7 separate regions of the Mus musculus genome follow, and regions 2, 3, 4, 5, 6 and 7 are each linked to region 1. The links are chromatin contacts, called in public HiChIP or PLAC-seq and promoter capture Hi-C maps. All regions are on one chromosome and are shown on one strand. The core of a region is the stretch at or near the end of the contact, and the rest is flanking DNA. Distances in the headings are between cores, read along the strand shown. Region 1 holds the start of Amd1 (S-adenosylmethionine decarboxylase 1). Region 2 holds the start of Cep57l1 (centrosomal protein 57-like 1). Region 3 holds the start of Foxo3 (forkhead box O3). Region 4 holds the start of Cd164 (CD164 antigen). Region 5 holds the start of Mical1 (microtubule associated monooxygenase, calponin and LIM domain containing 1). Region 6 holds the start of Ccdc162 (coiled-coil domain containing 162). Region 7 holds the start of Zbtb24 (zinc finger and BTB domain containing 24).

Evidence for each region. Promoter capture Hi-C pulls out the DNA fragments that hold promoters and counts their contacts. HiChIP or PLAC-seq counts read pairs in DNA pulled down with a chosen protein or histone mark. Capture Hi-C pulls out chosen DNA fragments and counts their contacts.
Region 2: a contact with region 1 is called in a promoter capture Hi-C map of liver, with 4 times the contacts expected there. The contact joins the promoter of Cep57l1 here to the promoter of Amd1 in region 1. A contact is called at or near these places in 4 of 39 promoter capture datasets (hippocampal neurons, liver and pre-B cells) and 1 of 9 other capture datasets (liver).
Region 3: a promoter capture Hi-C map of adipose tissue shows a contact between it and region 1, with 5 times the contacts expected there. The contact joins the promoter of Foxo3 here to the promoter of Amd1 in region 1. A contact is called at or near these places in 1 of 39 promoter capture datasets (liver), 1 of 484 Hi-C or Micro-C datasets (myocytes), 1 of 115 datasets of contacts at active chromatin or transcription factors (thymic regulatory T cells) and 1 of 9 other capture datasets (adipose tissue).
Region 4: a contact with region 1 is called in a promoter capture Hi-C map of liver, with 3 times the contacts expected there. The contact joins the promoter of Cd164 here to the promoter of Amd1 in region 1. A contact is called at or near these places in 4 of 39 promoter capture datasets (the C10 cell line, hippocampal neurons, liver and 1 more) and 1 of 115 datasets of contacts at active chromatin or transcription factors (the NIH/3T3 cell line).
Region 5: a promoter capture Hi-C map of embryonic stem cells shows a contact between it and region 1, with 2.3 times the contacts expected there. The contact joins the promoter of Mical1 here to the promoter of Amd1 in region 1. A contact is called at or near these places in 3 of 39 promoter capture datasets (cranial neural crest, embryonic stem cells and hippocampal neurons) and 2 of 115 datasets of contacts at active chromatin or transcription factors (both in embryonic stem cells).
Region 6: an H3K27ac HiChIP or PLAC-seq map of embryonic stem cells shows a contact between it and region 1, with 10 times the contacts expected there. The contact joins the promoter of Ccdc162 here to the promoter of Amd1 in region 1. A contact is called at or near these places in 1 of 39 promoter capture datasets (hippocampal neurons) and 1 of 115 datasets of contacts at active chromatin or transcription factors (embryonic stem cells).
Region 7: a contact with region 1 is called in a promoter capture Hi-C map of liver, with 4 times the contacts expected there. The contact joins the promoter of Zbtb24 here to the promoter of Amd1 in region 1. A contact is called at or near these places in 7 of 39 promoter capture datasets (the C10 cell line, cranial neural crest, hippocampal neurons and 3 more), 1 of 484 Hi-C or Micro-C datasets (B cells), 3 of 115 datasets of contacts at active chromatin or transcription factors (astrocytes and embryonic stem cells) and 1 of 9 other capture datasets (adipose tissue).

What each region holds. Positions count from the first base shown.
Region 1 is chr10:40,300,713-40,303,741 of GRCm38.p6, forward strand. Amd1 (S-adenosylmethionine decarboxylase 1) reads right to left here and starts at 1,476. Exons shown (of 8, transcript NM_009665.5): 1 at 1,037-1,476. The coding sequence starts at 1,146.
Region 2 is chr10:41,807,728-41,811,270 of GRCm38.p6, forward strand. It overlaps Cep57l1 (centrosomal protein 57-like 1), which reads right to left and starts at 2,141. Exons shown (of 11, transcript NM_001243074.1): 1 at 2,061-2,141; 2 at 1,846-1,936. The coding sequence starts at 1,920. It overlaps Sesn1 (sestrin 1), which reads left to right and starts at 2,847. Exons shown (of 10, transcript NM_001162908.1): 1 at 2,847-3,543. The coding sequence starts at 3,295.
Region 3 is chr10:42,274,723-42,278,146 of GRCm38.p6, forward strand. It overlaps Foxo3 (forkhead box O3), which reads right to left and starts at 1,973. Exons shown (of 4, transcript NM_001376967.1): 1 at 1,804-1,973; 2 at 94-823. The coding sequence starts at 711. It overlaps Gm38485 (a long non-coding RNA gene), which reads right to left and starts at 87. Exons shown (of 2, transcript XR_380269.1): 1 at 1-87.
Region 4 is chr10:41,517,626-41,520,912 of GRCm38.p6, forward strand. Cd164 (CD164 antigen) reads left to right here and starts at 1,875. Exons shown (of 6, transcript NM_016898.2): 1 at 1,875-2,075. The coding sequence starts at 1,910.
Region 5 is chr10:41,474,857-41,478,200 of GRCm38.p6, forward strand. Mical1 (microtubule associated monooxygenase, calponin and LIM domain containing 1) reads left to right here and starts at 1,458. Exons shown (of 24, transcript NM_138315.2): 1 at 1,458-1,684; 2 at 3,154-3,344. The coding sequence starts at 3,201. Gm51797 (a long non-coding RNA gene) reads right to left here and starts at 3,184. Exons shown (of 2, transcript XR_003948996.1): 1 at 2,818-3,184.
Region 6 is chr10:41,714,722-41,718,005 of GRCm38.p6, forward strand. It overlaps Ccdc162 (coiled-coil domain containing 162), which reads right to left and starts at 1,742. Exons shown (of 48, transcript NM_001358562.1): 1 at 1,683-1,742.
Region 7 is chr10:41,448,553-41,451,643 of GRCm38.p6, forward strand. Zbtb24 (zinc finger and BTB domain containing 24) reads left to right here and starts at 1,806. Exons shown (of 7, transcript NM_153398.3): 1 at 1,806-1,978; 2 at 2,537-3,091. The coding sequence starts at 2,568.

The DNA of each region.
Region 1 (3,029 bases), core at 226-2,725:
AATGGAAACGTCTGCAGCAACTAGTAGGAACTGCGTTTCCCAGTGTGCCTTAAAGTCTCGGCAGCACGTGGCCGCTGGGATTCTCTTCTCGCTTTTTGTCAGAGGACGGTTGCACCGCGCAGCCAACATTCCTAAAACGCCCATTGGTCCACACCCTGGGGCCAGGCTCCGGAGGGGCCCAGGAGCTCATTGGTCCGCCTCTCAATGAACCGGACCACGCCGGTTCCTCCGCCACTCTAGTCCCATTAGTGCGCTTCGGAGCACGGCGGAGCCCGGGTACCGGCCACCAAAGCGGGAGGCTGGTGTCACCGCCGCCGGGTCCATGCATCCTCAGTGTCATCCGCGCTTCAATGCTCGACTCTCCCAGCGAGGTCACTAGCAACTCTCCGCACCACCTCCCGTGTCGGGTGTGAGCAGGGGGCCCGCAGGTCTCCTTTGCTCCAGCTTAAGGCATTAAGTAAAATAGATCTTCGGGCTGACAGGCTTGTACCCCGGGAAGCAGGCAAACCCTCCAGCACCCCGCTGCGCTCTCCCGGACTTCGCCTCCGTAACAGGTTACACAGCCCAAGGTCAGGAGCCTCCCGGGCAAAGCCCGCGGAGGGTCCCGAGGCGCCCCGCTCTGCTGCAGGGCACGTCCGGGCGTCGGCGGGGCCCGGCACTGCGACACGGCCGCTCCCGCCCAATCCCGCCGCCCGAGCGAGCGCCACGCGCGGCCGCCTACCCCGCGGCGGGAGGCCTGCTGGTCGCCCCGCGGCCCAGGCCCACCCAGCTCGTGCTCCGCCCGCCCCTCACCCAGCCACACCTGCCGGAGGGCCGCGTGCCCCCCGCCGGAGCCCGTCAGCCCAGCCCCGCCGTCCGCCGGGGACGTTACCTGAGCACGCGGCCGCGCCGGCCTCCTCCCCTCCCCCAGGCGGCGCAGGCGGCCCCGCAACGGCGGCGGGAGAAGCCAGTTCCCGCCCGCCGACCTGGCCCCACCTGAGGCCGCGACTCGTGCCTCGCAGTCGGCGGCGAGCCGCCCTCAGGCCCAGGCACCCACCTTGGGATGGTACGAAGATCCCCAGATCCCTGGCTTGCGTCGGACTGCTGTCTGGAAAACCAGACCTCCAGCAGTTTCTCCGTCCCTTCGAAAAAATGTGCAGCTTCCATCACCGTGAGACTAGCGAACAACCAACAACCACAGAAAATCAACTAAATTAAATCTCTTCTCCCGCCGCTCCTGCCGCCGCTGCGGATTGTTCCAGCTGTGTTACTAAAGTTCAGGTTCCTTTTTTTTTTTTTTTTGCTATAATTTTATATTAACTTTTTTTTAAAAAAAGGACTAATAAAATTTTCCCGGCTATTTTCGTGAGCGAAAGTTGAACGTGAGTCTGTTGGAAATAGAGGCAGATACAGTTCAGTCTCTTGTAGTCCGCTGCTTTCCCGTTAGGAGAGTTGAGCGAGCGCTAGCTAATGTCGCCGGCCATACTGTGTAAGCGAGGGTTCTGCGTGAGCGCAGACCTTATATAAGCATCCTCCCCGACAGGCCAGGAAGTGACGCCATCGCCCCGCCCTCAGGGCCTCATAGGGACCGCTTCGTGTCAGTCAAACGTCGCCGAACGCCGGCTGGCTGGCGGTGGGCCCACGGGGAGTGCAGGGGACTACCAGCTTGGTTGCAGATGGAGCTGCCGCTGTCCCTTGAGCGGGAGACCGCTCTGTTGTCCGGCTGGGGACTTGGGAATCTGGGATTACTTGTGGAGCTGGTGGGGAGAGCGGGAGACAGGCGAGGCTGTCCCACGCTGCACACAGCTGGTTAGCAGAAAACAGGAGGGAGTCTGGAGGGGTGTCGCGGGGCTCGGCGGGGGCGGTGGCCACTGCTGGGTTGGCGTAGTGCTTTGATCCTGTGCGGTTTCTCGTTTCAAGCCGAGGTGGTTTTTGGCTTTTTAAAAAAAATTTTTTTAAACCATTTTTTCACGTGTTTCCACGAGACGAACGCAGCCTAGGCAATAAAATTGTCAGTGACGTACGTGTGGCCCGGGGTCGGATTGGAATGCGCTTTAATTCTGCTTGTGCTTTATCTGATGTGGGAATGAAGGCAGTTCTCCACGGGTTTACACAATAGCCAGAAGCGTCGTCTTCCTATTTCAAAAGAGAAAAGAGAAAAGCAACGTGGCGCCCAGCCTTGGAGGGCTCCGGCGCTATCTACCCCCCACCGTGTGCCTAGCCTAGCTTAGGAGTTGGCCGCCTTCCAGCAGACACCTATCAACCCGTACTCCATTAGGTCAACTGGTGGATATTTAGTTTGCAAAACTTCCTAGGAACTAGCTTTATTAAGTATAATACGAGGTTATTTGATATTTTTCTTAGGCTATTCTTAAAGGGGTGAACTAATTGAAAGTATTCCTCACAACCACCAGTACCACGCAAATTTACAAATTTGCCTAAAATTGCCTAAATGCCTAAAAAGGATCTTCGCGAGTATATAATAATAATGTAAATGGGTAGCAAAGAGTTTTCACTAATGATAATCTAAAGTATAAATTAGGGGTCAAATCCAAGTAGGATTTTGTTTTGTTTTTTTTTTCTTCTGCTATCTTCCTTTATTTATATTTGCAGTATGAAACACAAGCTCTGCACACATACTTGCACACTCACACCAGCCTGGGGGAGGGAGCTGGGACAAGGCCACTTTCTTTCTTTCTTTTTTTTTTTTTAATCTTAAGAAGCAAAAGATGTTAACAAAGTTATTAGTTACTTGGAAACACTGGGGGAAAGTCACCAAGCTCATAAAATTAAAAATGATTATAGTCACAAGACAAAGGGACCGTCTCCTATTATCCCTAGAGAAATCCACTGCAACTGTTGAAATTTGATTCATACATACCCTGAAGACGAGCTCTTGTCTTACAAGAGCATGGATTCACATGTCTCTATGAAATTTGTTGAGAAAGAACCCGTGTGATGAGGTAGATACGTATATTGCTTTTGCCATGTTTTTAAAAGCATCCAACTCAAACTAGGGATAAGGACAAAATTTAATAAATGCTACTTAG
Region 2 (3,543 bases), core at 891-3,390, 1.5 Mb after region 1:
TCCTTGGGATGAAGACTTCCCTGACTTTCTAAGACTGGGCTAAATGTTCCTCTAGCCAACAATATCAAATAGTATTACAACTGTATTTTACACATAAGTGTTTGTTTGGTTGGTTTTGTTTTGTTTTGTTTCCGAGACAGGGTTTCTCTGTGTAGCCCTGGCCTGGCTGTCGTGGAACTCACTTTGTAGACCAGACTGGCCTCGAACTCAGAAATCTGCCTGCCTCTGCCTCTCAAGTGCTGGGACTAAAGGCGTGTGCCACCACCGCCTGGCCACATAAGTGTTCTAATAAGATGAGGGGTATCTTTCTCACTCTTCTGTAGAGGGATTTTAATTCGGCAACATAGCTACTCTGGTTAGAACACAGATACACCCTTAGTACACACCTTTAATCCCAAACAATGAAGGCAAAGTTTGTAGAAGGAAGCAGCTTTGTTTGAAAGTGAAGTCTAACAGAGAGGGAAACAAAGTGATGAATCAGAAAAAGATTCAGTAGACTAGGATCTACCCAACTCTCATGAGAGAGGAGAGAGAGGCAACATAGGAGGGAGCAGACAGAGGGAGAGAGGAAAAGAGACAGTGTTACCGGGAGAGTTTTACAGAGACAGGGTGAAGAGAGAACAAGCTAGACATGACAGGCTGAGCCAGAGAATAAGGAGGAGCCAGAAGAGTAGAACACATTGCTAAAGTTAGTTTGAAGCCAAGCAGAGCAATTCAGTCAGAAGCAAGAGACGCCAGTTTGAATCAGTCAGAGGAGTTTGGGCCAAAACAGCTGAGTTGAACCAGAGAGCAAGAATTCAGAAAGAGCTAGAAAGAGTGAGCTTATTCAGCAGGAAGTCTCAAAAGCTGGAAACACTATAGGCCTTTACAGAAGCTAGAAGCTTGCAGGATTGGGCCTAGATTAGCTGATGGAGGCAGTAAGCCTCCAGACAGCAATTACAGCAGGAGAATAAAAGTTATTGTTACACTTTTCTCATGTTAAAAGCCTCATTAATTTTTATGGTTTTGGATTTTTCAATGAGTGTATTGTTTGCATGTATGCCTGTGCCCCAGGTTTATGCCTGGTGTCTACTGAGGTTAGAAGTCATCAGATCCTCTGGAACTAAAGTTATGAATGGCTGTGAGCTGCCAAGTTGGGGCTGAGAATCGAACTTAAGTACTGTATAAGAACAATTCTTAACTACTGCACCATCTCTTTAGTTCCAGATTAATATTTTATGACTATGTTTACTTTGTAAAACAAAGGATTAAAATCGAATCCGATTACCAGTCTATTAAAAACCTTCCAAAAACACCTTTAGAGAAATGACCATATCGTTCAAAGATAACACATTTAGGAGGTTTTTATAGGCTTCTTTTCATACAGAACCTTCCAAACCTAAGGACATTTGAAGTTCTTTTCAGTCTCAGACACAAGAGACTTGCTTTCAAAGATCCCCTTCGGATGCTATCTGACTGAGCAAAGACAGCACAAAACAGATCCCTGTAAGGGCAAAGGTGCAATGGCAACGCTTAGGGATTCCTAATCCATTCAGCACGGGCCTATGTGCAAGAGGACAGCAGAAGCAGCGGCGTCGGTTTTTTGTTTTGCTTTTTTGTTTCTTTTCTTTTTTTTTTTTTTCCAGTTTGCCTGTCTTAAGGCTGCTCCTTGGCCTTCCAAACAATGATCCCCAAATCCTTGCCTCAGTCACCCAACCAAAGGTGTTGAGCACCTGCACTATTTCTCTCCCGGCAAGCCACGACGGAAAGGAAGCAATCCCAGATGGCGTCGGCACCAGAGTTTCCGAGGGGAAAAAAAAAATTTTTTTTCACTGAACGGGTCACAACCAAGCCTACCACGCTTACCAGATGGACGCTCCCAGTTAACCACGGCCTCCAGAACCGTTGGTTCGCGGGCAAAGACAAGTGTCGCGGTGGCATCTGGGAATTGTAGTTTCTGTCGCAAACAGAGCGCGTAGTTAGCATTACAACTACATTTCCCAAAAGCCAACGCAAAGCCCTGCCTGCTTGGCTGTCACTCATAATTCTATCCCATTTCTACTTGGAATACTATAGAGCACCTTTATTTGTTCGGCTTTTCTTGTTCGATAAACATCTCCGGGCATCTGTACTCCTTACTTTTCTTTCCCCTTCTTCAAACCAGCGCCTCCAAACGTCGAGAAAGGACAACACCGCGGAAAGCGCATGCGCCCTGGCCGGCGTCGCGCATGCGCAGCAGCCGGTCTTAGTCAGTGGCGCGCTGGACTCGGGGTCCGGAGGTACTCTGCCCGAGGGCGGGGCTGCTTCCAATGGCTGTCTTTGCGGGTCGCGTGTGCCTGGGCGGAGAGGCAGGCATGGGGCAGGGGCGGCTCCCGGCGGTCCCGGGCGGGGACAGGGGAGGGGCTGGGGGTGAGGACCCCGTCTCCCCTCCCTGCTCCCGCCCTCTGGGCCGATCCCCACCGACGGGGCTGGGCGAAGGGGCGGGCTCTGTGCCTGGGGCCCTTTGCTTCAGCCGTGCAGCCCTGGGCTCGATGACTGCTGGATTGCGGGGTGCCCTCTGGCTTGGCGGAGGTGGGCGAGGACAGAGGAGTAAGAGGAGCATCGGCGTACCCCGGGGGACAAGAACCGGCAGGGTTGGGGACGCCGCCCTTAGTCGCCGCTGACACTGTGATTGGCGGACACTGCTCCCCCGGAGCACCGGAGCCTCGGGCCCCAGCAGCTAAGGGCCAGGGTCTACCGCCTACCCCGCCAGCACCCGCCCGCTGCCCTGCCGCGGCGCTAGGAGGAGCCGAGGGGGGCGGAGACTGGTGTCGGAGGAGGGCGGGGTGGGAACGGTCGAGAACCAGCCGCTGCACAGACAAAAAATCGAATGGCTGGAGAACCTTCTACTGTTTACCAGCCTTTTGGGACCAAGCACGGATTTGACAGCTCCACAACGTGAGGATATCCGCTGACCCTGCGACACAGAGAACACTTCCCCGGGACTCTGTGTCCAGCTAACCAGCTCTGTGAGATTGCAACTTTCCAAGTTTGTTCTTTTCAATCTCTGTCAGAAGACTGCCCTCGTGTAGGAGAGGGTGCCTGGGTGATCCGCCTTGTGGATCGATTTGAAAGCATCAACTTTAAAAAGCACGTGTGATTCCCAGTGCCATCCAGACGCCTGCTTTCACGACGGCTGGATTTCTCTGACTTTATTCTTAGCGTTTCTCGTTGTTTTTGTTTTTTGTTTAAAAAACAAACAAACGACGGGCTGCTTTGGGGGAATGCTGAAAGGTAACTGACTAAACGCTGAAAAAGAAAAAGCTCTTGATTGTCATGGCTGAAGGAGAGAATGAAGCGAGATGGGAGGGACTGTGCAGCAGAGACACGACTACTAGAGAGACAGCACTGGAAAACATTAGGCAGATCGTTTTGAGAAAAACCGAATACCTTCGTTCAGCGAAAGAGACACTTTCCCGACCTTCAGACGGACTTTCAAACGCGGTTTCTTTGGATGGGATGAATAAACTTCTTGCTCATCTGCTTATGCTCTCTAAGAGATGTCCCTTTAAAGATGTGCGAGAG
Region 3 (3,424 bases), core at 723-3,222, 2.0 Mb after region 1:
CTCTCTGGACGGCCGCAAACCGACCGCTTCGATACGCGCTTGGCGCTGCGAAGGCCTGGCAGGTCCGACCACCAGCCCCTGATAGGCACGCACCTTCCAGCCCGCAGAGCTGTTGCTGTCGCCCTTATCCTTGAAGTAGGGCACACAGCGCACCATCCACTCGTAGATCTGGGACAAAGTGAGCCGTTTGTCCGGGGAGCTCTCGATGGCGCGGGTGATCAGGTCGGCATAGGACAGGTTCCCCCAGGCATTCCGCCGCGAGGAGCATTTCCTTGGTTGCCCAGAGCCCCCAGCCGCCCCCGGCTGCGGCTGTGGCAGTGGCTGCTGAGGCTGCAGCTGCGTCGGCGTGCCCCCACTCAGAGCGCCTGCGGCGGACGCTGGCCCCGACCCGAGGTCCTGCCCTCCTGGAGCCAGCAGCATGGCCGAATCCTCGAGGAGCAGCCCGGAACCCAGCGTGCTGCTCACGCCGCCACCGATCACCATGGCCGAGCTGGCTCGGCCGCCGCCGTCCTCGTCGTCTTCATCGTCGTCCTCCTCGGGGATCATGGAGTCTGCGGCCGTCTCCCCCGAGGGCTTGGCCGGGCTCGCCTGCAGCTCCGGCCTCTGCAGGGGCCACGTACAGGAGCGTGGCCGACTCTGTGGCTCGAACTCTGGGTCCAGCTCCACTTCGAGCGGAGAGAGCGGGACCGGGGAGGCTGGTGCCTCTGCCATCTTCGCCGCCTGCCCGCCGCCCGCGGCTTGGGCTCTTGCTCTCTCCTCTCGAGCCCAGGCTGGGTGCGGCGGGGGAGGAACGGGGCACCGCGAAGGTTCGAGCTCCAGCTACCTAGGGAAGCGCGAAGAGAGAGTTGGTTATCCTGTGTTGGAGCCTAGTCCGCGGAGACTCCTCGCCCGCGGCCGCCACCTAGAACGGATAGACCTGGGGACGTGCGTCCCGCGAACCTGGCGCAGCAGACGCCGCCCCCTGGCCTGGCCGCCCGGGAGACGCGAGCGAATCGACGGCCCCGCGCGGGGCAGCCCCCTCCCCCGCTGCCGTCGCCAGAACCGCAGGTCTCTCCCGGACTAGATGGCGGGGCGGAGGGGGGAGGGGCGTCCCGGGGGAGGGGTGGCCGCGCCATTAAGTGTGGGCGGCCTCCGGACCCCAACAGCTCCGCAGTGGTCGGAGGGCGAGCGTGCGTGCGTGCGTTTGTTTATGTTTGGCTCTGGCTCGCTCAAGTGCCTCCCGCGGAGGCGCAGGGCAAGTCAGCAGAGTCCTGGGCTCTTCTCCCGCTCCCCAGCCCTGCGATCCCCCCCACCCCTCCCAGGCGAGAGGCCCCCTAGGGCTGGCGCGGGCAACTCCCGTCTTTTCCTCTCCGCCCGCGGACCAGCAGGGAGAGCGTGGGGGTCTGGGTGCAGACCTGCCAAGATCACTTCCAACAAGAGAGAGAGAGAGAGAGGGCCGACCCCGCAGGACTAAGAAGATCTGAGATGTATTTTCTTGGGGACGTGGGGCCCTCCGCCCCCTTCCAGGTCAGAAACGGGAAGGAGGAAGCAAGTGGGAACATAAATCTTCCAACAGGTCGGGAAGCGCCAAATCTCTCGGACTGCATGAAAACCCGGACCAGCACCGTTCATCACCTCCTTGCTCCCGCTGCTGCCATCTTGACAGTTCCCCCTTCCCTCAAGTCCTTTAAAGACACTAGCGGGAGAGAAGGGGGGGAGCACACCGAGTCACGGGGAGGGAAAGGGAAGCGCCTGGCCCAGCTCGGAAACAGATCCGGAGTCACTGGAAAGGCGGCCGCCCCGTTGCAAAGCTCCGGCGCCTACCTCGGCTCCTTCCCTTCAGGAACGAGGCGGGAGGGCGTACGATTCCGCGCGAGCCCAGGGCACCGCGACGAGGGGACTCTCGGGCCGCCGCCGCAGCCCGCCGGAGGAACCGCCTGTCAGCCTGTGCTGCGCCGCCGCCTTCCACATTCCTCCTCCTCCCTTCCACGAGCAGGGCGGCCGCGGCAGCAGCACAAAGTTATAGCCACTCACAGGGAGCCTCAACCTAGGATGACGGCGGGGCGGGTCCCCGCCCAGGGGGAGGGCTGGGGCGGGGGCCGGGAGGGCTGCTGTGCGTGCGTGTGGGAGTGCGCGTGTGTGCGCCCTCGCGCCTGCGCGGGGCTGCGGGAATGGGGGCGGGCGCGCGCGGGTCGGGACTCGGCCGGCTCCGCAGCCCTCCCGGTTGGGGTCCCGCGCTCTCCTGGGGACCTCAGCGGCCACGCTGGCCCGGGACGGGAGGCCAGGTCAGACAACACACCACTGCGCGCCGCCCCGCGCTCTCAGCCTTGGGCCCTGCGTTTGGCTCGTGGGCCCGTGGCCTGCCCGTGGGTGCGTGGGGTCGGAGCCCGCCCCAGTATCGGGTTCCTTATTAGAACCTGACACCAGGGAACACCCGGGTTAAGCCGGCAGCCGCAGGTGACAAGGGTTACCTGGGCGTGGAAACACTGGCCGGCGAAGATCGCGCCGAAAGGTGTGTCACTGGACCCTCACCTGGGACACCCGGCGACAGTCGTGCTTCGCTTTTCACGGATTTTAAGGCTAAGTGGGAAAAGTGCAACTCAGGAAGAAAAGTGCAGTGCGCCCCAGTCCTGAACGCAGGAGCAGAAGATAGCTAACTGGAAGCGGGCAACAGTTTTCTTATGCTAAAGCAGCTGATTACGTGCTTGACTTTTCTAAGTCTATAGACTTCAGATCGCACCTTCACAATCCCTTATCCCACGATCCGTGCCTCCCGGCCGTACTGTGTGCTTTTCTGCGCCACACGCGACATGCATACCAAAAGTCTACCATGCATTCTGGTTCATACGTATCTTTCCAAACAAAACCCTCTCGGTCTCTGCAGCTAAAGTCTGGGCTCCGCAACAACCCAATACCCCAAAAGAGCCAGCCTAAAAGAGCCTGCAGAGGCCGCCCACCCCGGAACTCCGGCCTCCAGGCTTTACGCGTGATCCGTCACTCAAGTGACGTGAGGCCCCCGCCCCTGCACCAAGCTAGTTCGACGCGTACAAACAGATGATGTCATTGTCTCTACACGCGCGTGACCCCGGAGCCCTGCGCCGCATCGCCATTCGCTGCGCGGCTTCCTCGTCAAGCCACGCCGAGCGCTGACTGGCCGCCGCCGCCAGTCTCTGGGCTCCAGACGCCTCTCGCTCCTCTTCGCCCCCGCCCCCAGCAAATAATAAACAATCGAGTAAAATTGCAAGGACAGAGGGGAGGGAGAGCGAAGGCGCGCTGAGTGGCAGCCTTCGCCGCGCAGACAGCGGGAGGACTAGAGGAGGACTGTGCAGGGAGGAGGGAAAGGAGGTAGGGAGCGGATCTGAGCCGCACGCTCTATCAGGGCGAGAAACTTTGAGAACCTCGGCGAGGCCAGCTTGCTAGCACGGCGGGCTCTAGGACCCCAGGG
Region 4 (3,287 bases), core at 625-3,124, 1.2 Mb after region 1:
TCTCCTAGATAGAGGCCAGGTTGTTATTACACAACCTATAGAGACTAGACAGGAAGAGTCAACTAGCCACAATAGCGTCAAAGTTGAGAAATAAGACAATAAATGGAATTTGGCTCCTTTAAACTGAAAATAAAGCTGATTCTACAGCAGTGAAAATGACTTTGGAACTAAATCTTGATCTAGTACTGTATATGCTATTAAAATAAACCGAGCCAGCAGTTTGTTAGTCTTGAAATTGTCCCCTTATAGAAACGAAAGGAAATCTGATGACTATAGTTGGAACACTCAAGTGACAAGCTGTTAAATCAATGGTCCCCACAGCAGAGTGTGTTCATCCTAGGGACAAATGAGATCATCGATTTGGGAGCAGGAAGAGGAGATGGAACATAACCTCTGCTTTAAAATCTCCAAACAGAAGTTCTTCTTTTAGCCTAGGTGTCATGTGAGGCGTTTGAGAGAACAGCAGCTTCTCTAAAGCTCTTATGATGACTATTTGACTGCACCTTAATGCTAAGACCATTGATTTGGTCAGTCACAACCCACTGGCTCATATTTATTTTACAGAGTACACCCACAAAGGAACCACATTAAATTCATTACTGGCAGAAATAAGGGCTTTCAATCTTTCGCTAAAGTTGTAAAAATGCTTTTAGAGTCATTTTTTAAAATGCATACTACAGCGAAACAGACACCACCGAAACATCTGATATTCTTGTTATTAGGGTCACATGCATAATTAAAATTATGACATTAAAATTGTAACATAAAATATGGCAAACGCTAAACAATCAAGACAGCATAGTGCAAAACCCAGGGACTCTTGCATGAGGGACAATCGTTCTACCAAATGAACTACATTCCTAGCTCTACCTATCATTTTCAAGTCTCATTTAAAAAAAAAAAAAAAACCAAAACCACCTACTATAAGCATGTCAAGCGTTGATTATTTTGTGAGACCCGGCATCAGATGGCGCTCACGACTAAAGAGAGCCAGAGTCCGCCAACAGGCACTGAAAATGCCTGTTCTGCCACTATGCTATCCTAGTGTCAGGGTCAGGTCACTTTCCCCAAGTCTCATACTTCGTCGCTCGTGATGTGGGGATAGGAAGAGGCACGAAGGCTTTTCATCCCTAGCCGTCTTCCTCTCTGACCACAGTGATTGGGGCTGGGACAGATCGATCCCTACTGCGGATCTCTGAGTGACTCGGAAGAAGCAGGTGAGGCAAGGGCACCGGTGGCGGTTACGACAAGGAAGCGTCCGGGACAGATCACTTTCGGTCCCACCCACAGCTACGGGCACTGAACCAGTGGCCCGGCAAACTCTTGGATCCCGTGGTTCCGTCATTACTGAGTCCCCGAACTCTCAAAAACAAAAATTCACACTTAAAAATAAATCAAGCTTCACGGAAGAAAAGGCGGCTCCTACAGAGCCCTAGGCGAGCGCGGTCAGCAGAACTCAAGCTCAGCGGTCTCAGAGCCTCCGGGCTTCTTACCCGCAGCGCGCTACCGAGGGGTCACGTGACACCTCGCGGCCCGCCTCCCAGGCGGCGCAGGTGGACGCCCCTCGCTACGTCACGTGGGCAGTTCCATCCTTGCCAGGGCGGGGGGAGATCATCCGTGGTGCAGATGTGAGGAAAGCTCCATTGTGCCGCGCGTGATCCTCCCAGGACAAGAAGGACGGCTTGCGACGCACGGACTGCTGCCCTAGAGGTCTCCGCGGCCGCTTCTCTCCCTCCGGCCGGCTTCCTAGTGGTCTCGCCCGTTCCGCCCCGCCCCGCCGGGCTGCTCACGTGACCGGCGCGCGCTCCCGCGGGGCGGGCTTCTCGGGGGGCGGCGCCGCAGGGACGCAGTGCTAGACGGAGCCTGCTTTGCCGCAGCTTTTCTCCCGGACGCCTGGGCTGAAGACACAATGTCGGGCTCCTCCCGCCGACTGCTCTGGGCCGCCACCTGCCTCGCCGTGCTCTGCGTCTCGGCCGCGCAGCCCAACATCACCACCCTGGCTCCCAACGTGACCGAGGTGCCGACCACGACCACCAAAGTGGTCCCGACGACGCAAATGCCCACCGTGCTACCAGGTGGGCGCCCGCCGCACGCGCCGAGCCGGTGGGGACTCGCGCAACATGGCCGCCCGGCCGGAGGACGGCGGCCCGACGGGGTGGGGGGCGAAGGCGACAGGCGAGCTAGGCCGCGAGCGTTGCCCTCAGAGGCGCCATCCCCCCAAGCGCCTGGTAACTCCGCGCCGCAGCTCGGGACGGCGACGTGGCTTGCTTCCGCGGTGGCAGTTAGGAGTAATTGGACGAGGCGACGCGCCCCGCGGTCGGCGGGGTGCGCAAACTTTGGGCTCGTGGGACAGACTCTTGTCCTCCCCTCGAAACTTCTCCGGAAGTTTCTAATGAAGGAGTTCGGGATAGGTGGGGGACATTTAGAGATGAGTTGGGTGTCCCTTTGCCCCCTCCCACCAGCGAGCCTCCTGTAACTTCACGTTGACTTAGCTGAGCGGTGTTGGCTGTATCTGAGATTTGAGTGGTAAGGGAAGAACGAGGCTTGTGGCGGATGATGAGAAGTGAAACCTAGGGACATATAAAGAGCAAGATGTGATCTCCCGGGGGCCTGTGTTTTAAGGCTGTGGAGTTAGGTTGAAATTCAGTCTGTCCGTTTTTCTGAAATCCGATCAAGGAACACGCCTTTTGTTCAACTCTAGGGTTCGTTAAGGCTTGTACAAATTGGCATAGGCCGTGACGACGCAAATGAGACAGAAGGTAAATTTGAAGTAATGAGGTGAAAACACGACGTGCTTTAAGTTGGTTATTGCTCTTAATCTAGTAACTGCGCTTCTCAACCTAAAGATTGACTTGTCCTAGTGCCTTCTCTAGGGTTTTGGTTTTTTTTTTTTTTTTTTTTTTTTAATATGAATAAAACTAAGTAGTTCCCGATTTTTTGTTAGAAGGATGCTAGGGTAACAGATATTTTTAAATGAACAAAGTAAATTACAGAACAGTTCTGGGAATCTCTATCACGGTTAAAGTGATAAAGTAAAATATTGTTTGACTCCTACCTACTTGACAATTTCCTCCCAGACTTGTAATGTGTGGGTTCTTCATATTGTTTTAAGAGAAGCCTGGAAATACAAGTTAATTGCCTTGTATAATTGAAATGCCCACAGAGGAGATAACTTGTGTTTTCTGGCAATTACGGGGTTAGCTGCAGCATTCCGAAGGCTGCATCCATTATCAGGCTACACTGTTGTGAACAGCGTGTCTTAAGAACGAGTACTTTATGAATGGTTC
Region 5 (3,344 bases), core at 208-2,707, 1.2 Mb after region 1:
GGTCTTTAACTAGCAGCAAGGAAAGCTGGAAATCAGCAGGTTTTTAAGAGCTGAGGAACTCGTTCTGTGATCCTTTTAAAAGGCAGCCTTCACAGCCTTTAAATTTGTTGCTCATAGAGCCACACAACCCTGTTTGGCTACAACTGAAAGTCTCTGGGGGAACCTGGGTCTTTGTAAACAAGACACAGTAAGTTGCTGTAGTCCATCTGCTAATAAAAGGGAGAGGCATGATCCTGAAAGCCGGAAGCCCATCTCTACTGGGCTTTTTAGAACATTTTTTACACTGTGTGTTTAAGTATGGGTGTGTATGACATTCTGCAAATTTGTTCCAAGCAAAATGATGTCACTCTCAGGAACACAAGTGGGCCCAGCTCAAAGGCTTCCTGGCTTCCAAAGTGTGTGGCCTGGCTGGATTGTTGGCCTCTCCTGGCAGAGGGCTGGCATTTCCTCTTGCTTCTCTCTCTGCCTTCTTATCAGCTGCAGCTGTGTGTGTTTAGAGCTCAGGACTTACTGGGTACCCCAGTATATCTGGACAAAATGCAAAATGATTTATTCAAACACAAACCCAAAAAGATAGCCACTGGACCTTGGCTTTTGTTGGTCCCTGGACCTCAAGAAGAGAGATGTAGCCATTTTTTCCTAGGTTAAGCACTTCTGGGGTAGCGATTTTACTTCCTCATGATGTCAAACCTTATTTCAGTCCCGTGGTTTAACAGTGGTAGGTTGGGATCCAGAAAGGCCTGGGGCTGATAGCATCCATGCCACTGGCTGGTGAACATGTGCAGTCATGAAGCCTCATTGACATTTCAGTAAAATAGGTTTTGTTAATGCTCATGCAATAAATGAGAACTGCTGTTTTATTAACTTTAAAGCTGCTTGATTTTGAACAATTCCTTTCATGCTACAATTTCTTAACAGGAAATACTAAGAATTTGATTCCAAAGTTCCCTAGCATTGTCTGAGTCTTGACTTTAGTTCTGCACATTGAAGTTTTATCCTCTCCCACATACCCTTACCATCCTGTTTTTCTTAGTTGAAAACACACACACACACACACACCTGGTTGTGTGTGTACCTGGTTGAAAGATGTGGACCAGGACTTTAAGCTTTGTCTTTAGCCTGAGCCTGGGAGCCAGCCGACCTGTCCCAGGAGAGATGGACCCCCGCAACTGGATCGCCTGTGGCGCCAGGGGTGTGAATTTATCGGTGGGAGAGGTGAAGAGAGCTCAGACATCTGGCGCCACTCTCGGTTCTTGCAGCTTCAATAAACTTCTTGCCGGAGGCCTGCGCCCGCTCGGCCAGCTCTTGGAAGTGGCCTACAGCGTGGGTACCACCGGGGCGGACTCAGGCACGGTCACTCAAGTCTCTGCTCTCCCTGTCCCTGCCTGGCCAGACCGTTTGGAGGCCCCCAGCAGCCCCTGGTGTAGGCAGAACCACGCCCTACAGCACCACCCGGCAGGCGTGGGCGGGACCCAGGCTGTCCCCAGAGGAGGACTGCGGAGTACGGAGGTTCGGAGTAAGTCTTCCTCTGTGCTCTGCGCTGGCGCTGCGGTCCAAACTCTTTGGAACTCCCCGGTTTCTGCCACCAGGCATCTCTTGCTTTCCCTGCGCCACCCCTTCCTCTGCCCCTAGGCCTGGGACACCCTTCCGACAGGAAGCGGCTCTTCCAGCCCCAGAAACGCTGGTAAGTAATCCAGCGATGCCTGCTGTGCGTCCTCCTGCTCGCTGGGCTGGGGGTGAGGATAAGGAAGGGGGTGGGGAGCGCTTCCGGGGAAATGGGGTAGGGAGCCACGCCTGGCTGGTTTGGCGGGTCCTCTTGCCGGCCCTACCCAGATGAGCGCCTTTGTGCAGATTTTGCTGTCTAGAGTATTGGGAGCTCTCACCCCCGCTGCTCAAGGTCCAGCTCTCCATCCCTTTAGACGCTCCACCAATGGCACATCCTTTGTGCTTGTTTCCAGTCTGGGTACCTCTTTTATTTCCTTTAGCAGAGGTCGCTCCAACCCCCAGTCTCCCACTTCCAAGAGGGACTCCTGTCCTTTCTGAAGATCTATCCACTCTTGTCCTAGTGACCCCCTAGGGCAACCTTTGCCTCCTCCTACTACGCGGGCAATGAAGGGGCTGCTGGGGGATGATAGATCGGCCCACAACCCCCCCACCCCACCACCTAGTTGCCTCTCCCACCGAGAGCAACCCATCCCCCCATACTCTTCATCTCTTCCGGTGGCAGCGTGAGAAAGCCCTCCAAGAGCCCTTAAGCTGCGTGTGGGCTGGAGGGAAGGAAAGGGGTACAAAGAGAGGCCTTGTCTCCAGAGATTCCTGGGAGAGCACAGAGGAACGCCGTGGGAGTGAGGCTAGGGGTCGATTAGATGTGAGGGTCTGCGGAAGGGGTTGCTAACCCCACTCCTTCCCACAGCCCGTTGGAGCAGCGACGCAATCTCTTCTCAGGGGAAGTGTTTTGACCACAGTGAGTCAGAAGGTCTGTCATGCAGACAACAGTCACAACATTCTCAGGCTATTTGTGAGGGTAGTTTGGGTGGCTGAGAAGTGGAATCTACACAGGCAGTGTTGCCCCTTGTCAGGAGGCAAGCACGTGGAAAAGAACTTTGCCTTTGGGGAGAGGCACATCCTACAACCAGCGTGGCACTAAGTTCGCCAAAGGGCGCTGGCGAACAGAGACTTAGGAAGAAATGGGTGTGTGTCTGTGAGGCAGCCGCAGTTGAACTGGGGTGTTAGTTCCTGCTGTCTACAAGAAGGGAAACCTCCGCCCCCACCCCACCCCTGGCAGCCCGCTGAGAAACTCCCCCGTGTCCTACTTACAGGTCCTAGGGAACGCCCACTACAATTTCTTGTCCCCTGGGCCTCGGAGATCGCATATGAAAGCTGCCATGACACTGGTCGACAGGAGGCTCCCTTAGCATCCTTGTGCCCAGGACTACTGTGTTTTCATTTCTAAATTTGGCGAATTTCACTTTATAAGAGATAGCTGCTGTCTCAGAAGGGGTCGGGGGTGTGGATCATGGCCTGGGAGTGGACTGGAAGCAGAACCAATCAGAGGTGGACCCTGAGCTCCCTTGTGACAACGGCCTGCGCTGCTGGCTCCTCCCCCTTTCTTTTCCCTCCCTCCAATCTTGCCTTCTCTTTTTTTTCCCACAGACACTGGGTTTTCTCCCAGCTGCTCCTGCTGTCAACAGGGGCCCTACATGGCATCACCCGCCTCCACCAACCCAGCACATGACCACTTTGAGACCTTTGTGCAGGCACAGCTGTGCCAGGATGTACTGAGTAGCTTTCAGGGGCTCTGTAGAGCCCTGGGAGTGGAGTCTGGTGGGGGATTGTCCCAGTAC
Region 6 (3,284 bases), core at 492-2,991, 1.4 Mb after region 1:
AGGCCACTTTTGGGTCAAGCACTGTGCCGGATGCCACAGGATGAGCAGAAAGAGAAACTTGCGCTCAGACCTCTCAGCCTATGTGAAGACAAAAATAACCAGTGAACTCAAGGCTAGCTTGTGCTCCAGGAGATGTTTCAACAAAGGAACCCCACACAAAAGTGTGCTGGGTACAGAAAACACCTAGCAGAGACAGCTAGACTAGATCTGGGAGGCAGCAGAGTAAACAGGCCAGAAGACCAAAGAAAAGCTCAACAAGCCAAATCCACAGACGCCTCGGAAGAGAATGGTCAAGATTTGCACCTCAACCCACTGTGGTGGTGCACACCTGCAGTACCAGTACTACAGAAGTGGAGGCAGGAGGACTCCCAGTTTGGGGACAGCCTAGAGAAACAATGTGTGTGTGGCCTAAAGTTTCTTTCCACGGAATTAGATTTCCCTTTCCTTCACAGGCTTATTGGGTGTCGTCTCCTTATTTACACAGACTCACCGAATTCCTGTTTGATACAAGAAACACTAAATGTCACAGGCAATTCGAGTGCTCAGTTTGCACACCCACCCGGTGATGATTACTATCTATGCCGAGAGGTTTGTAAATGCCTACTTAACCACTTTAGCAGAAAGCAGCAGAGAAGAAAGCTGTTCTATTGTTCTTACGCTCTGAGGCAGCTCTGTGACAACGTAGGACCGTCCGTGATCAGGTCAACAGTCTGGGTCGTAAGTTGAAAGGGCACCAGGTTGGGTGTCTGGAGATCAGAGGCTTCGTAACCACTACTCTGAAATGATTCCATCTAATTCTCCTCACTTGATCAAGTATGATAGGACACCGGAAGAGGAATGCTCCCTGGAGACGAGCAGGCAGGATCCAAGCAACCCTCGGGGGCACTGGTCGGGCTAACTGATTTACACGGTAAGTCATTCTCGGGCAAGTGATTGTTTCTTATTCGTCCTCAGCTCATTTTAACAGAAAGATGCAGCGGTGCCCAAGAAGAGCTTTCATCTTGGATGCTCTTTTGGAGAGGACTAGGGTCCAGCTGGCATTAACCCATATGTCACATCTATGAAATGCTCAGTGACTCAGCTTCAGTTAGCGCTCACTAGCGCTTCAGGAAGTCACTAACAGGTGTTCTTCACGGCACATCAATAACTCCAGCCGTGCATCTGCCCGCCCATGCGTCTTTGGTGAGATGGCTCAGTGGGTAAGGAGCTTGGGCAGCTCTCCGGGACACTCCCATGAACTGCCTCAGCTCCAGATCTGATACGCTGACCTCCATGGGCACTCACACACACACACGGCATCCACATCCACATAACCACAAATAATAAATCATTGTGAAAAAAATCAAACTTGTGTTTAATCTTAGTTTGCTATGGCTTAAAAATACTACTTTATCAACTGGCTATGGTGGCACAAACTTGGTGAGGCAGGAGGATCGTGAATTCAAGGCACGCATGAGGCCCGCGGTGTTCCGTCCCTACCCTGGTACCCCACAGGGTTTTTCAAGCCACCATCCTGAATAGTCTACTGTAGCGTGTCTCTCACGTCAACCTTACATCACCCAAAGCTGACTTCCCTCCAGTCCAGCTCTAACAAAGCAGAAATGACCACCCTGCCAGTGACCTGCTCCAGTACAGTTAATTCTAGAGCCCAACTCCCTCCAGTATTAGAAGACTCACAATACCTGCTGCTCCAAACACAGGACTGCTCTGGCTTCACAGTTTCGTGGAAGTTGAGGCTTGCCTTGGCAAGAATGGTCCGATTCCCCTGCCCCCTCCTCTCTCCCTCCCTCTCTCTTTCTAATTTCTAATTAAAGAGAACCCAAACAATTCTTTTTCAGTGAAGTGAAAAGATTAATGAAATCTTCCTGTTCCAGCAAGGAAGTTGCCCAGCAACTCCGAAGCTGCCCAGAGAACGCCCCCCCCCCCCCCCCCAGGACAGACAGCTTTGGCTCCGCCCACCCAGAGTCAGCGGCTTTGGCAAGCAGGTAACTGTGGAGGCAGATTTGTTTGCGTTAGTAACTGTGGAGTGACAAAACCATTCTTCACAGGTTCCTAGTAACTAAATGTCACCCTAACAACCAAAACAGACTCCAGCAGTAACTTGTGTGTGATCATGTTGTTTCTGCACCACAGGGTTCCACCATAGTCTTTCTCCCTTTAGGAACCTAGGATCCGAAACAAGCAAAAGCAATTTCAATTTCCACAAAGAAAGTAAGCAAATTAGAACACTCCAACTCAGTTACCGAGATTTCTACAGTTTTGGCTTTAGCCCATGTGAACTCATCTTTTACTTTTTCCACCCTGCACATAAACAAAAGCATTTTGCAGTAATTCTCAACCCGTGGATCTCGACCCCCTCCTGCGACCCTTCCACGGGGTTTGCATAACAGGTATCCTGCATATCAGAGATATTTATATTATGATTTGTAACAGTAGCAAAATTAGTTATGAGGTAGCAATGAAATCATTTTATGGTTGGGGGCTCCATAACATGAGGAACTTAACTAAGGGGCCACGGCATTAGGAAGGCTGAGAACCCCTGGTTTACAATTTTCCCTAACTGCTGACCCTTGGCTGGGCACTGTACTCCCCCACAGAAACCTAGTGAGGCAGGATTAGTAGAACCCTCATGTTACAGGGAAACCCAAGGCTCTGTGGAATTCTTGGCTTGTGCAGACAAGACTGATTTTGAACCAAGTCTATTCATATTCACTCTGAAATCTTAAGTGGTTTTTTTTTTCAAACTATCTTATACTTTTATGAGACAATTCTCAATTCTTATTTGAAACATTCAAATAGTTATAAGTGGTTACACTTTTTGTATGGTAATTTGTTTTCCCAATATATTTTCCTTGTTTTTATCCTGAGCTGGGAGTCTGGCCCAGGTCAAACCCTTTACCACTGAGTTAAAAGCCAGCCATCTATTTCACACAAAAATGATTTTATTAGTAAGTGAGCAGGTGTAGACCCTTTCCTAAGTGTTCAGGGCTGAGATAAGGCCCTGGTGGGATTTTTCCCTTTCTTTCTAACCTTAATGACAGAGCTCATATTCCTGTGGAGGAAAGTGAAACTGGAGAGATTACAGGATGGAGTTTGGACAGAATTCACTGCAGACATTTCCAAGGCCAGGAGGCTGACACTTACAGTAGATCCACTGCTTAAACCAGAGGGTTGGGGTTTGGGGGCTTGCGCTCTGCTACGAACAGCTCTAAATACAATCCCCTGTAGCAAACCACCCGTGGCTGGGGCTCCTAGCTGGTGCTTCTCACCATGAAGATGAGTCA
Region 7 (3,091 bases), core at 556-3,055, 1.1 Mb after region 1:
TCTCTGTCTCTGTCTCTTTCAGGTGGGAAGGGGTAGAATAATGGAAATTAGATATGGAAAAGAAGGAGGAAAAATTCTGGATAACCCATTTATTTCACTATTTCCTCTATTAGCAATCTTACTCATAAAAGGGTATAATCTATGCTCTAATAATATTATCATCAATATCTTCAACACTCTAGATTTTTGCTATGAGCTGACATTTTAAATTCTTCAAATTTCAAAGTAATAAATATTTTGAGCATTTTAAATCTTGTTGGCTTTCATTTTATTAACCTACATCTTCACCTAATATTAACCTACATCTAGCTGTGAGCATCTCACATTTGGTTTGGCCACCTCAGCCTTGTCCAACCAGCCTTTTCTGACAGTCTTCCTCAGAGTGGTTCCTGGTGACCAGCTCCGAGTGACACTCTTACCGATAACCAGTTTCTCCTTTAAATAGCAGCTTATTCGATAAATTTGATCTAGTTTTGGCTCTGTGGAGTTTTTATTGCATTGTTTTTACTGCAATTCTTTCAGCAGAAAACCAAACAAAAACCTATGTGAAAGCAAAGTTGAAAGACTGACCCTTGTTCTTTCTGTCTTTTTATCATTATTATCATTATCATTATTATTATTATTTTCCTCTCGGTGCTGAGGGCAGAATCCAGAACCCAGTGCTCTATCACTGAACAAAATCCCCAATCCCACAACCACCCTTGTTCCTTCTGGAGTGCAGAAGTCAAGCAAAGCTCTCCTGGCATCCCACTCGGACGCCCACATATCTGACCGATTTCGAGGGAGCTCTGGATAGAGTGCACTAGATAACTCTGTAAAGATAAGGGGGAAACCACAGAGCTCATACCTGTGTGGTATGAGCTGCTTTTGTGAGACCCCAACTTAGAGCGTTTCTCCCTGGAAGGTAAAGCCCCTAGACGTTCCCCAAGCTTGTTTTCCCTGATCTCTAATGCGGAGACACTTAGGGAGACACTTCGTCCTCAGCTAGCTGATAATAAAACCTCTTGCAGTTTGCATCAGGTGTGGTTTTCTCTCGGGACACTGGGGTGCTGGCCAGCTCATCCCGGGACTTGAGCGGAGGCCCAGCTTTGGGGGTCTTACACTTTTAATAAAAACTAGTAAGAAAGAAAGAGTCCGGCTGGTAATTCCATCTTTAGTTTCCAAATTGTGGGCAATATAGATGGCAAATTTATAATCTGGAAGTGGACAAAGTAGAGATAATTAGGTACACGCGATGCATAAACGCTGAGCGGAAGCTGCTGGCACAGTTGGAGTAGGTCCGGAACGAATCTGAGCGGGACTTAGGAGCATTGGTCCGGAACACAGAGCCACAGCAGATCCTACCCAGGTTTTTATTTAGAGAACTCTCCCATACCCATAGGTCTCAGAGGGAGCGACACTGTCCTGAGACAACTGAAACCCTCAATAGTCTCTCAGAAGTGCCATAAATCTAAATAAAAACAGCGGTCGTTTCGGTCTTTTTAGCCAAGCCAAGCACTTACTAAGCTCATTCTAACCGTACCAGGTAGGTTAACACCTCCATTTTATGGATAAACACAGAGCTGAGGATGAGTAACTTGGGAAGGAAAGCGAGGAAGAGGATTCATTCAGGAGGTAAATATCTGCTGATTGAAGCCACCGCCGTCTTTATGCTCAGCATCTAATCAGCGGATGTGGTGTCTACTGAGGTCTAAAGGAAACTCAGCGGGGTAACTGGAGGTAAATTTCCGCAGATTGGCAGGTTTCCGCACCAGACCCTCCCTTTCCGGATTCCACAGCAAAGCCCGCCCTCGGGGCGGGGCTCCGGGGTCACGTGATGCTACGGCCCTTGTGCGCGCTTCCGGGTTGACAGACGCCGGGAGTCCGGAGCTACAGCGTAGTGGTGGCGGGGGCGGGGACCGGCGACAGGCCCGGTTAGTGCCCTCTGGGCAGCCGGGTGGGCTGACCGTAGCAAGTCCCTGCGGGGCGGCCCTGACAGGTAGGTCCGCGGCCGGTTGGTTCGGCCCGGGGCCTTGGGCCGCGGAACGTCCGCGGGACTCAGGCCCCAGGCCTGGGACGGAGCTCCGGGCGCCGCTGCTCAGAGCGGGGCCTCTGAATCCGCGCGTTATTTCACCGTAGATCTCCCTTGCGTGGGTTCGTTCCCATATTTCTCATATATGTTCCTATAGTCGAAACAGCTATTCCGTGTGTAGCATCGAGGCAGCACACCCCCAACTCCAACTTTGTGCCGCCACACTTTGAAAGTTTAATTACAAAGTTAACGGACCGGAGGGCCGTACAGACTTTTGAACCCGTTCTCTAATTTCCAGAGGAAATTCCCCACCGTAAGAGGTTATGTGGGTACTGGAGAGGCATCCAGCAGGGTAGCCGCAACAAGGGGAGGAACCCAAGGCTTGGCTTTCCAAGTAGAGTGTAGAAGGTGATAATGTAAAAAAAAAAAAAAAAAAAAAAAAAAAACTGGGTTGTGACAGCTGGAACACGAACAGTCTAGTTAGGCAATACTTCTTCCTAAATAAACATTGATTTTTTATTTCAGATTTAAGCCTCTTCAGAGTCTTCTGGAGAAAATGGCAGACACAACCCCGGAGCCTTGTGGGCAGCTTATGGTACACTCAGACACTCACAGTGACACTGTGCTGGCCAGTCTGGAGGATCAAAGGAAGAAGGGCTTTCTTTGTGATATTACTTTAATCGTGGAGAATGTGCATTTCCGAGCCCATAAAGCCTTGCTGGCCGCCAGTAGCGAGTATTTCTCAATGATGTTTGCGGAAGAGGGCGAGATTGGCCAGTCTATCTACATGCTGGAAGGCATGGTTGCAGACACCTTTGGCATCCTGCTGGAATTTATCTATACAGGTTATCTACATGCCAGTGAGAAAACGACAGAGCAGATCCTGGCTACTGCTCAGTTCTTAAAAGTCTATGACCTGGTAAAGGCATACGCAGACTTCCAGGATAACCATAGCGCCCCAAAGCCACCAGCTTTGAACTGCACTGGGACGCCAGTGGTGGTTATTTCCAATAAGAAGAACGATCCTCTGAAACGGAAACGGGGAAGACCAAGAAAAGCCAATGGTTTGCAGGAAGGGAG